3 separate regions of the Zea mays genome follow, and all the other regions are linked to region 1. A link is a contact called in public Hi-C data. All regions are on one chromosome and are shown on one strand. Each heading gives the region's core, a stretch centred on a gene start, on an enhancer-like site or on the middle of the called end of the contact. The rest is flanking DNA. Distances are from core to core; before and after follow the strand shown.

Evidence for each region. Hi-C and Micro-C count contacts between places; a contact is called where the count stands out from the background.
Region 2: a Hi-C map of endosperm shows a contact between it and region 1, with 2.7 times the contacts expected there. The contact joins the promoter of LOC100191255 here to the promoter of LOC100282764 in region 1. A contact is called at or near these places in 3 of 25 Hi-C or Micro-C datasets (ear, endosperm and tassel).
Region 3: a contact with region 1 is called in a Hi-C map of ear, with 2.3 times the contacts expected there. The contact joins the promoter of LOC103640638 here to the promoter of LOC100282764 in region 1. A contact is called at or near these places in 5 of 25 Hi-C or Micro-C datasets (ear, endosperm, leaf and 1 more).

What each region holds. Positions count from the first base shown.
Region 1 is chr1:181,111,962-181,116,383 of Zm-B73-REFERENCE-NAM-5.0, reverse strand. It overlaps LOC100282764, which reads right to left and starts at 2,118. Exons shown (of 2, transcript NM_001155670.2): 1 at 1,863-2,118. The coding sequence starts at 1,937.
Region 2 is chr1:181,851,044-181,855,465 of Zm-B73-REFERENCE-NAM-5.0, reverse strand. LOC100191255 reads right to left here and starts at 1,754. Exons shown (of 8, transcript NM_001401257.1): 1 at 1,450-1,754; 2 at 1,174-1,257. It overlaps LOC103645086, which reads right to left. Exons shown (of 1, transcript XM_008668210.3): 1 at 2,914-4,422. The coding sequence starts at 4,052. The coding sequence ends at 3,066.
Region 3 is chr1:181,650,067-181,654,488 of Zm-B73-REFERENCE-NAM-5.0, reverse strand. It overlaps LOC103640638, which reads right to left and starts at 1,855. Exons shown (of 7, transcript XM_020546547.3): 1 at 1,493-1,855; 2 at 1,180-1,356; 3 at 463-1,093; 4 at 1-369. The coding sequence starts at 637.

The DNA of each region.
Region 1 (4,422 bases), core at 869-3,368:
ATTTGAAAACAAACAGCAAACAACTACATCAGTTTCTCAGTTAGTGCAATCTAGTTAAGCGTTACAGCTGGAACGCGATGAAATGAATACCGAATAGAAAAGCGATTAACTAAACGACAACCACAAAGTACGTCTTATAGTCCAAAACAGGGATGCAGGGAAAACAATATCTCCTTGGATTCTGGAAGCTCTAGAACGGAATAGCATCCAAAAACCTGAATAATTTTTCAACGAAACCGCAAACCAACCATGGCAGTTTCTCATTTACAAGCTAATTAATTGAGCAGTACAGCCAGTGCAAGATCAAATGAACAACCGTAAATGCTGCAAACAGGATGAACTAAACTGTAGCTGCAAAGCATGTCTTATAAACAGAAGAATGTGACTAAGGCCCTGTTTGGAAGCAACCCAGTTTTTAAGAAACCAGTTTTTATCTTTAAGCTAGAAGAGGCCAGCTTATTGGTTTTTTAAAAAAACTGAGCATCTAATTTCTATAAACTGAGTCATAAACTAGTATGTTTGGAACGACCTCAATTTCTATAAAACAGTTTCTTAAAAACTAGGTGTTTCCAAACAGGGCCTAAGTTGCAGAAAGAAATGATATCCTCTTTAATCCCTCAACACACACCAGAATCCCACCCAAAACCTGAATAATTTTCAAACAAACCCCTTTGTCACTGTCTCGGAATGCGGGTGCACTAAAACTGATATCTCCTTGTGTTCTAAATGTCCAACATCAGAATTCCACCCAGAAACTGAATAATTTTCAAAGAGACTGCTTGTCGATGTCTCTAGTGATTAAGGCCCTGTTTGTTTACCCTCTAGATTATATAATACAGCTTAAATAAGTTAAAAGGCAAACAAACAACATAGATTATTAGATGGATTATATAATCTATATGCATAGGTTATGATAATCCATAAGTAGATCATAAGGTGCTTATGTAATTAATAAGCTGGATTATATAATCCTAGGAGGAAACAAACAGGGCCTAAGTCCCCACTCCAAGTGACACCTAACCGAAATATCACCGTCACAATCAGGTAGGCATCATACAACAGTGAGGAGCAAAGGGTATTATTAAACAACAGGATGCACTTACGCAATGACCATGACAGGAGTCAGGACTCAGGAGGGAAGGAACATATGCACATCAACAATAAAGGTAGTGGCAAGCACACATTTTCTCGCCCCGATCTTGTCTTGCTCTTTTGCATGAGCTCACAGGGTCAGAAATGGCCAAAAAGGACACGCCTCTCCATTGCTTCATTGCGAGAATAATGCCATGGCATGAGCACAGCACGGCACAAACCGCCCGATTGCTCCTGGGGGAAATTTCCTCCCCTGAACGCTTATTATTTCAAAGAGGGGGGGGGGGGGGGGGGGGGGTGTTTACAGTTCTTCAGCGCAAAGAACAGTTGAATTGCACGGTAAATTCACTCCACCCAAAACAAAGGAACCGTCTAGTCGACAGGAAATTAAACAAAAGCACAGAAAAACCGCTCCAAAACGCGGAATGAGGCAACGAAGAGCCCGGAGGTGAAGCAACCGCTTCTTCCCCCCAAACATGCAGGCCAAAACCGCTACCAGCCTGCGACGGAGGGAAGAACACGGGCACCCAGACCTCCGCAGACAACAATCCGCGCAACAGACACCGAAATTCTCCAGCAGGCGACGCCGGCCTAAACCCCTGCCTCTCTCAAGAGGGCGCAAGAGAGAAGCAACGAAAGACCGCCCCTTGTTCCACTTTCTTGCAGCACACAGCGCCCCCAAAGGCCGGCTTCTAAGCGACACAAAACCCACCCAAACCAAGAGGGTAACAGGGAGCACTAGCGCGAGGGGAGGCGGCGAGGGGACTGACCAAACCGGCGGGCTGGTGCGGGAACAGGTCTCCGAGAGACGAGTCGTCGGCCGCATTCGCAGGGCGCACATCCATGCTGCGTCTCGCGGAGGAACGGAGGCCGCGTCGAGGTCGAGACGGGGGGCGAAGGTGCAGGCAGGCAACCGCCGGCGAGGCGGCGCTGCCAGAGGGAGAGGGAGAGGAGTAGGTGAGGGGATTTCGGGAGCTTTTTACTTGAGAGCGGACTAGCGGAGGGAGAGGCTTTTATGGGAGGAAACGTATGACGTGCACAAGGTCGATATATATATACACAAAATTATCTTTCAACGACTTTTAGCTAAATATACGACGATAATTTCTCTTTTTTTCAAATATATAGGTAGACAGGACTCACGAGCGAGAAAAACTTTTAGCTAAATATGCGGGTTTATCGTAAAATACATCAGTCAAAAAAGGTTAGATAAAGAATCTCGATTAGTCCTATACAATTATGTACGAAGAAGATCTTGTGCACATGATATGTTACAGACGTTGGGTTCCTCTAATTTTGTGTGTGTTGGGCAACAACTGTATGTGGTTTTCCATGTTCCTTTTCACATTTTTTGTATTTATTTTATTTGCTTGCTTAGGATACGCTGCTTCAATCCATTCATATATTCACCCTCGGTTTTTTTGGTCGGTTTGCATGGCATGGGAGCTTTTGATAGTTTCGGTTTCATTTCTTTTCAAGTTTTGTTTTTTTGTTGGAAATATATCAGATGGAAACCAATCTATTAGTGCAGATCGGGTAAAAAGAAATAGAAACGAGAAAAAACACTTGTGATAAAATAAAAAATGTGCTAAAAAGGAAGTTTCTTAGAGGGGAAGCACCGTGTCAAGACAGCTGTTTTGGAAATCAAAATCTTGGGTGATTCATTATAGTATCACTACATCAATTGCATAAGACAGAATGATAATTATATAGAACACACTAGTGTAGATGTTAACTGATGCACATCCATCTATCAATTATGAATTGATGGAGCCATTTTTTTCTTTTTGCAAATAGAAAAAAAATGTTGGCAATATGGCCTTTTTGTGCCGGGCCTAGGGTGGTGCGGTGGATTTGCCTAGGGTGGTGCGGTGGATTTGAAACGGATACGGCGTGCCGGGCTGCCCCGGTTTTCTTGTGTGGCGTTTCAGTTTCGTCAGGTTATGGCCCTGTTTGGGACAGCTGCTGCTTGTTGAAAAAGCAGCTTATCTGATAAGCTGGTAAAAAGCAGCTTCTGCTTGTTGGCTGCTTTTAGTTTATTTTGAGAAGCAGCTGAACTGATAAGCTGCTGCAGAAGCTGCCTGTTTGGCAGGACTTCAGCTTAAATTTGTGAAGAAGCTGAAAATAAGCTGTGCCAAACAGGGCCTACATGCTGACGCCAAACGCGTGGAAAACAAAACAAATGTAACTTAGGCCTGACCTAGTTTTTAGGCTCTATTTGTAACAACTTATTTTTAGGTTCTTCATAAATTTAAGCATAAGCTCTGTCAAACAGACAACTTATGAGTTTAGGTGTTTCTAAGGATGAACTGAAATCAGTCAGATGTTTTTCACCGACTTCTTAGGTAAGCTGTTTTTTCAACAAACAACAGTTATGCCAAACATGGTCTTAAGAAACTAGTTTTTTATCTTTTTAGCTAGAAGAGGTCATTTTTTGTTTTTTTAAAAACTGATAATCTAATTTATATAAACTGAGCTATAAACTGATATGTTTGGAACACCTTAATTTTTATAAGCTAGTAGTAGTTTTTAAAAACTAGGTTCTTTCAAACATGGCCCGAAATTTGGTAAGACTGGAAAGTAGGCAATTGTTGTGTGGGGTGGAAGTGGAAAGAACTAGGGAAGCTTCTGCAGATTTTACAGCGGGCTTTAGTGTAGAAAGGAACGAGGAGAGAAGAAACTGATGATGCTCTCCTCTCCTCTCCTCTCCTCTCCTGCTGCCATCACGGCATTTCGTTCGTCCTCGTTTCCTGGCTTTGCCAGTTTGACCAGACACACGCGCGCGCGCGCGCGCGCGCGCCAGGTCAGGCTGGTGCTGGTAAAAGTGCGTTTTTTTATTATCCAGGCTTTCAATCAGACCCCAGTTGGAAAATAAAAGAAAAGAAAAAAAATACGAAATTTGTGTCACATGATGTCCCAGCTCATCAGACGGGAATTCAGCGGCGACAATAAAAAATCGGAAATGAACAAGACTACCGTACAATGGTTCAGCATACACCATCAAAAAGAAAAGAAAAGAAAAGTCCGGATCTTTTCATCAGTACCATAGCATGCCAAGGAGTACATACACTACATTTTTTGTGTTGGTTGCAGCACACCAGGTCTATGGGAACTGATGGACAGAGTATGTATAGGCTCCTACGAGGTCTATATGACATCAACAAGTGCACCGCGTCAGGTCTCAGGGCATTTGACAAGCTTTTGATGAGTTGGGTATCGTTTTCAGAAGCTGGACAGCCGCTGCACAAATTTAAAGCAGGCTTAACGATGAGACATACACAACCCTCTCGTTTAGGGTGTGCTTAGTTGGATGTACATAAAGAGATTGAA
Region 2 (4,422 bases), core at 505-3,004, 740 kb before region 1:
TCTAAAAACTAGTGAGTAGTGGACACTATGTCCAAATATGGCTTGACCCTCAAGTGTTTTCAGACCACCATAATTCCACATCTAATGTCATGATTTGGACCCAGAAAGCTCATAGTGTGCCCAATACTTAACTAGTTTAGTAAGGTTCTCGGCCTACTGCTTGTTAAACAAACAGCAAGTGGTCATAACCCCTGGCAACTGGCATTACTATTCTATCAGGATCTTGGGCCCCAAAAGGCCAGAACCATGTTACGTGGTGCCATTTAGGCCTATATCTCAAGGTGTGCCAGAGCACCAAAACAGATCACAATCTGGCCCGTCCAAAGTCCACAAAATATCTAGAGCAAATCCAAACAATAACTTCACAGACAAGAGCACATGGCACATGCTTCCTTTAATCATGTATTCTCGCAATTTGACTCTGTTCTCTGATCAAGTTGATAAAGCATCTAACCATGCTTTCCTCATAAAAAAACAAACAAACATGACCACAGCTAAGAGCCGCCTGTAGGGCATCCCACCGGAATCCAAGAAAACACTGTGTGCTGCCTGAGGCTTAACAAGCCACCGACAGGGTGACCACTTTAGACTAAAAATGGGACACAACAAGTGATCCCTGTATCACAGTATCAGCTGCTCAAACAGGTAGGATGGGCATTTGATTTGAGGCAGACGTCAGTGATGCCCAAATGAATTAATTGTTGAGAAAGGCAGCGAGCCACAGAGAAAAAAAAAGGATAAATCCAGCATCTAAGAGCATCTCCAACAGCATATTCTATAAAAATGCCCTACAATTTAAAAATTAGTATATTTTATATGATTTAGGACACCAACAAAATATTCTGCTCCAACTAGTAAAATCTTAATTCTAGATTATAAGGCAGCCCACTAGGGTGTAGTATAATTGAGGCACTTGAGAGAGTGTTCTATATATTTTTGACAAAATTTTACAAAATGAGACACTTTTGGGGTAGTTTTTCCTGTTTAGAGTCATATATTTCAATTTAAGACACTAGTTTGAGACATTGTTGGAGATGCTCTAAATGGCTGGCTTATGAAGAATGAATGAAGGCACAGATGCCAAGAACAAAACTAAAATCACTCAAGCATCTAGTTGAAGAACATGAGAATTGAGAGATAATAACAGATCAACAGCACAAACACAGCCCAGACTCTTTTCTCGAAGCGTTCTGAACCAAACGAAGCTGACGACGGCCCAGTTCCAAGGTGCAAGATCTTGGGTTGTAAGGGCCAGCACTGCACAGACGATTTTAGTCTCAGACATAACTTCACCCACTGCGAGGTCTAAGTGCACACAGATTACAGTCACCGGCCGCCAATGCCGATTCAGCGGCCAGGACGGATCTCGGAGCACGGATACACAGTGAGGAGCCACCAGGTGAAGAAATTGAGGAAGAAGAGATATCTCAAGGACGGTGAATAACCCACCTGCGCAGCAGAAGTACAATGCCGGCGCCGTCGACGGTACCGCCCGGCTGAACTGAAGGGGGTACGCGCGAAGCGAGGGAGGGGGTGGGGGCAGGGAGACAAGTCCGCTTCTTGTCCTCCCGCTTGCCCCGCCGCCGCAGCGTCGCCTTGGGAGCTTAGAGATGGGCGGGAACTGAGATCGGGGAGCAAAAGGCGCCGGCTTTGTGAACACGACGGCGACGAGTTCGCAGTTCCACTGCTTTGTATAGATTTCCTCCCTGTTGCTCACTGCAACGAAACGTGTCATTGGGCCGGCCCTTTTGTCACTTCCCTATAAGAGAAGGGCGGAAAAAATAATGTAGGGTGTAATCAAATTGAATAATAATTTTTTATTTGGATCGGATAGGACTAATTGGCTATTATTAAGTTGTGTTGGATAAAATTTAAATGAATATTGATATATTAATATTTATTTTTAAGTATGTAGGTACGGATGGATAATTAATAAATAGACTTAAATACAGATCGAATCTCAACTCTTTTAGACGATTGAATTCCAATACAAATAAATATTGAATTCCAATACAAATAAATATTATCTGTACTATTTACATCCCTAAAAGTTCGCTGGGCTCGAAGCTATCGTCGTCGAGACAAACGTTCACAAGATATAAGAAAATTAATTATATTTAAATAAACTACAATGATATAGAAATAGTAACAATGTACAAATAACTAGCTAACTAGAAGTTTAAAAGCGAGTGGTCAAAAAGTGAGTAGAAACTCAAACAAACAAATTGTGCACCAATAGACTAGCCGAAACCACTTCTATTATATCACTCATTTCATCTCTTAGAGCAACTTCAATAGTTCTCTAAAAGACTTTCTAAATCAATAATTTAGGTAGTTAACATGAAAACTATTCTCCAACAGTTCTCTAAATGAACTTTCTAAATTTAACAACTTGTCATCTAACCTCATTTTCTCTCTACATTTAGCAACCATTTAACAACTCCCTAAACAAAAATGTTGACTGCATTATATAGTTTTTGTGACTTATTTTTTATGTGGATAAATACAAAACAAAATTACAACCTATATTTAGAGAACTATTGGAGATCTTACATTTTTTTACTTCAAAAGCTATTTAGCAACTTCTTAAATCTATGATTTAGAGAACTAAAATTTACATAACTATTGGAGCTGCTCTTAGGTCTCTTAGAACTTTTTCGGTTATTTCTATTACATATAGATTTGATGAAATTAAAAAAACATGAGATTTTGACTTATTTAGGATTTAAACTTACCCAATCCTACATAATCTATATGGATTGAGAGCATTCTCTCATGTGGATTGAGTGGGTTTCAATCCCGAATGTCATAATGTTTCATAATTTTTTTTAATCTTATCTAATCATATGGGTTAGAATAACGTAACAAAGTTTTATTCGGATTCGAGAAGGAATGAATTCACATAAAAATATGTAACATGTGTAAGTTTGTTCCTGTCTCTTTTAATTTTGGTCAACGAACAGAATATGTAATTATGAATATATAATTATGTAGCCGAAAAGAAGTGAAGAAAAACAATCAGTCCGACCACATGTAGTTCTAGACGGAACCGAGCTCTCTGCTACCTACTGCCCTGCCTTGCCGCTACCTCGCAACGCAATCGGAGCACTACCACTGATCGGAACCGGAAATCTCCCGACTGAGCTGGAGAACGCCACGCAGAGCACGGCCAGCGCCAGCGCCGGGATCTTCCCTGCGACGAGGCCGGCAAGGATGATCGGCACCAACAGGGGTAGCGGCAATGCGCGTCCGCGTCGCGGCGGCGGCGGCGTGGGCTCGGCGGTAGCGGCAACTGCGGCGGCGTCCGCGTTGAGTCTCCCCGGCGTCTCCGGGTGCTCGTGCTTGCATGCGTCGCCGCCATGCCGGGAATTCGTGCTGCGGAGCGTCTTGCCGCTCCGCAACTTGTTGGCGAGTAGCTTCCGCAGCGACCTCCTGCTCTGTTTCAGCTTCGGATTGTTATTCGCCGACGGCTTGCTTGTGTCCGCGGACCAGAGCGAGGCGGCGTCGTTGCCTACGTTGTCGGGCTCGGACTCGCACCCGGCGCGGCGCGACTTCGGCGAGTCCGCCACCTCCCGGATCGGCGAGACGCGCCCGCGCAAATGCACCTCAGCATTCGTCTCCGGCCGCCATCGATTGCTTCGGACGGACTCAATCCAGGACAGCGCCACCGATGCCAGCGTGGCCGCGGCCACCATCTGCTTGCTCCAGCAGATCACCACCAGCGCCAGCGCCACGGCGGCGCCGCAGACCGCGAGGAGCCCCGGCCGGACGCTGAAGACCGCGCCTATGCCTGGGCGCACCGGCGCCGGTGCCGCCGCGTCGCGAGCCACCGAAAGCTCGCGCATTTGCTGGGGCTCCGCGGCAGCGGCAGCAGCGCGGCGCCTCTTCCTGGTGTTCCTGATGCGGCCGTGGTTCTTGACGACGATGTCCGCGAGGGAGGTCGGGAAGCCGGTCTGGACCGAGAGAGGCCCCGGCGGGCGCAGCGACGCGAGGAGGCGGCGCAGGCGGCCTGCGCCGCCGCCGGATGGGCGCTTCAGCGAGATCGTTGGCATCGCCAGCGGCTGCCGACGCCGGCGATCATCGGAGACGTGGCGTCACGCGGCCAGGCTTTGCTCGTCCGCGTTGCTGGCGGAAGCGAAGAAGGAACTCGGTTTGCTGTTTGCATTGGGGTATTCGCCTTGTTTTAAAGGTGGTTGATTCTGCTTGGAGTTTGTGAGAAGCAGAGCCAGCTCGGGTGAAGAAACCAAGGAAACTGATCGAGAGGTGTGGCCGGCCGTCGCCGGCCAAGGCCTGCGCTCTGCGCGCGAATGCGCTGCCGAATGCGCGCTCCTTTCTTCCTCGTCATGATTTCTCGCCTTCACGCCAACGCGTCCAATCCCGGCTCGCACGCACTGCTACACGCCCAAACTACAGCATGTCCGC
Region 3 (4,422 bases), core at 606-3,105, 540 kb before region 1:
CATCAAGTGTCGGCACTGATTCACTCCTAGAACTGCACAACCATTCCATAATCGGGTTGCCTTCATCATACATAGAAACATCTATCATGATGCTACATGGATCTATGTTTCTATCTTTAGAGTTTTTCATTTGTTCAAGACTTTCCATATCAGTTTCAAAATGTTGAATGCACAACTTTAAGTTGTAGTGAACATAAACCAGTTTATGCAACTTATCATAACTCAATTGATTCCTCAATTTGGTATGAACCAAAGCGAAGGTACTCCAATTACGTTCACAACCACTAGAGGACATGCATTGAGAAACAATACGACGTGGAAACTCTTGTAATTCTGGATAGTCTCCACCATATTGATCCCACCAATCAGCTAGGAAAATATGAAAAAATAGAACAATCACCACAAATAAAGAGGCAACTCTCAAGGACAAAACAAGAATAAATCTAGACAACAATGACTTACCTGCACTTGCGCGGCCATTAAGTGCTGAATCTTTAGCCTCTTCTCCTCCAAATAACCCAGCTTGCTTTCTGAAGAAAGTATATTGATCAATTGCAGCTGAAGCCTTTGAAGATGAGCTTGAAAGTTTCTTTATGGCCATTGTCATAACATGTTGGAACTTCGGTTTTCTTGCCATTTTGGACAACTTGCAGCTCCACTTGCACTACCCGTTGACTTACCAAAAGGTGGACAACTATCACGTTCCATTGTGGAAAAAGAATCCCTCAATGAATTTCTCATTGCCATATCAATCTGTGCTTGTTCATCAAGAGGAATTATTGCACTTCGATAACCTTGTCTTGTTGCAGAAACCTCCTTTTCAACAAACAGACGAAGCTTCTTACCATGTGCCCTCCTAATTCTCCCATCTGTTACTTTTTGAGACATTAGGTCCTTCACATGATTTGGCACTTTACGGCATGCCTCCACACTCCCAGATATATGACCTAGATGCTCTTTTAATCGAGACACCCCCCGCCTTTTTTGGTGGTCAAACAATAAAAACACTTAAAGCCAGCCCCATGAGGCCCAGGATATGGCTCACCATGGCTCCAAGTCACATCAATTGGTCCATTTAACTTCACTGGTTTCCCTACATTAGCAAACATAACACTATTTTAGTAAATATTTCATTTATGCAAGTCACTAAGTTAGATATATAACAATGAAAACAATTACCATATCGATCCATCACCATCACACCAGCAACACTTGAAGATGTACCGGCATCGACCATAGCCTTTCCTTTCTCTGCCTGAGTAGCAGCACCAGCACGACGCTCGCGAGGATAATCAATCATGCGTACTTCACAGTCGCTGTCGCTGTCCCAGTCCGACACCATGGAGGAGCTTCAAACTAGAGTGAAATCAGCAGTCCACGCTTAGTCGGGACGGGGTGGCACCAGTAAGAGCAAGCAGCACAGTTGAGAAGTCATCGATGCCGGCTCAGCACCAACAGTGGTTCCAAGATTGAAGGAGGAGATGCGACATACCTGAGCGCAGCGTCAGTCTGGACCTGCCGGTGCCGAGGGACGACGGACGAGGACGGCAAGCAGCTGCAGCAGATAAGGCGCGCGCGCACTGGACCTGGCGCCGGATGAGAAGCAGCTGCTCGGCTGCTTGCCGGTGCTGTCTGCTGTGCACTAGTCGTGCGGCTGGCTGCTCGTGCGGCTGGCCGGAGCTGGGCGGCCTGCTTGCTGCTCGTGCGGCTGGTCGGAGCTGGACGGCCTGCTTGCCTGCTCGCGGCTGGGCAGCAGCTGTGGCGGCGGCCGGTCTGGTTGCCTGCTCAAGCGGCTGGGCAACAGCTGTGGCGGCGGCCGGGTGACGCTGAGCAAAAAGTTAGGTTTCAATTTTACACGTGGGTGATGTTTTAGGCCTCCTTTTTACAGCCCAAACAAATAACTTTAGAATTGGGCCAGCAAAATTCAAAAACACTAAAAAATTTGGGCGGTAATAGAAAAAACCGGAGCCCACCGAAAAACACGAATTTCGGTTTTCTTGTTTTTTTTCGCCGAGATTTTTTCCCCTGGTTTGGGCCGGGTTAAGCTCCCTCTGCGCTTCATTAGAAGGCCCAGGGCAGCCTCGCCTCCCAATTGAATCCTGCTGGTACTTTGCCGCGAAACTGTCGCGAATTAATAAATTTTGACCATTAAGCAGATCATCGTTCGAAATTTGAACTCCACCACCAATGGCTGACAACCTTCTCCGGCTCACCGGCGGCGACCCTTTACCCCTGTTCTTGGAGCACATCTCAGCGTTAACCGTTAACCAAGCAATCTGCAAGAGTCAAGGGAGGAGAAACTCTAGGAGGTGGTAAAGGGCCTTGCCAAGGTTTTAAAAGACGACCACCGGGTACTCTAGGAACCATGGCACGACCAGTTGCAGAACCGAAGCAGCAACATGCCTTTTTTTGCAAGGTGAAAACATACTCGGGGCACTCGCTTCAGGAAAAGGTGCACCCAGTTCATTCTGATGTTGCAAATCACTGATCTTAACACAATTCGAACCATCCAGCAGCTCTGTAGGCAGAATCGGGACCTCATCCCTCAACGGCGAGCACAAAAACTGAAGGTGTTCAGGGTCCATCTCATCCCCGGCATCACCATGTGCCCAAAAACGAGAGATTGATCCCTGTGCAGGTAGGCCAAACAGAGGATCTCCAGATTCTCGTACGGCATTTTGAGGTGTTAGCGGATATAGATGTCCAATAAGCATGAGGCTCACGGCACGAAGCCCGCTGTTTGGGTCCGGTCCGAGCCTGGCACGGCCCGGTTCTATGCGGGCCAGGCTCGGACAAGAAACTAGGCACGGTGGGCTAGCCCGGCATGACCCGTTTACCTCTAAGCCCGTTAAGACCGTTTTTTTACACAAAAACATGCTTACCGGCCCGTATAGTCCGTTTTTCGGCCCGCTTTTTTCGTGTTAAACGGATCGGACACGAACAGGAAATTGAGCCCGCGTGCTTAAAAGGTCCAGCCCGATTTTCTAACCGTGCCTGACGGCCGGGCTTCACCCGTTTGGCATCTCTACCGATGGACCTCCTCTGTCCCCACCCACAGAACCATCCTTCGGATCCAAAACATCATCGAGAATAAAGGAGGATTGAAGCTTACCGACACAGCCCAGTGACGATGGATTTCCCCCACCGCGGAGATGCGTAGCCGTCGTCTTGCATGGCTACTTAGTTTACTAGATAAGGAAGCGCCCTATCGGGCGCTGGACACTTCGTACATCAGAGGAGTAAATTAAACTATCGTATATGTTTCCTCTACTGCGGTTCTACCAAACCATCATTACTTATGATATCCAAGATGGTGGTGATTGCAGCCTGTTCTAATAACAGAATCTACCACATGCTCGCGAAAGTAACCAAAGCACACAATCGAAGTTGTTATCTAAATGTTCTGACTATGGCATGTTGTTTAGCGAAAAAATTGCAAATCAGCTGCTTATCCAAAGTAAAAAAAAAGAAACAAAGAGAAAAGGAGATGGGAGAACGAAGATGAGGAAATGGGATACCACTGCATAGGAAATGACTCTGTTTAAGGCTGTATTAAGAGGAAAATGCTCTATTACAACATCACCAAAAATCTCTAAAAGTTTATTCCCTCCTATCATGTTTAGAAAGCTTTGTTTGATTTGCTCTATTCCAATCCTAACTTTCCTGGTCTCAACTGAATGAATTATTTCTTTTCTTTATGTAGTTTTGTGAAGAGGTGATAAAGAAGAGAAAGGCAAGAAGGAGACGCCTTCTAACTTTTGCATCGTTCCAGAGGTAACCTTAGTGATTTCATTTGCTGAATGTTTCTTGCACGTTGTCAGTTGCTCCATTGCTATCTATCAGCTATGGCTTACCAACAATCAGTTCTTGGTCAGAGTATGATTCTATCAGATTCATACACAACACATATCCAACTCACAAGTAAAATTGATTTTCTACTCCCTGTGGTAACTCCACCTCGCAGCACATGCCAAACCTGTGATCAAAACCAAAAGCCCCCAACTAACTTGTAAAACACGTTGTCTCTCTAAAATAAAAAATCGCAAGAATTTCCCCCTACCCGTTTTTGCGCTTCGCGTTTCCTTTGCTGCATTAGTTCTTCCACTTTGAAAACACATACCAAAGGACGCAAGCATGGCCGATACAAGAACACCCAGGAAACGTAGGCAGAATACAGCATAGGAAAACAAACATGTCGCACGGAGGAAGTCCGCACGTGCTAGGTACCGAACAGCATCAGCATCAGGACTGACCGAGAGAACTCCATGAGGAAGCACCGACGGCAGCGAGGAAACCAGACGTGAAAGAAAACGACGTTCAAAAACAAGGTGGGTACGGCCGTACGGGTAAGCCGAGAAATACGAGGAAGGACTGAAGGAGTCACCAAAAGCGAGAGAGTACTAATTTTATGATAGTCGAGAG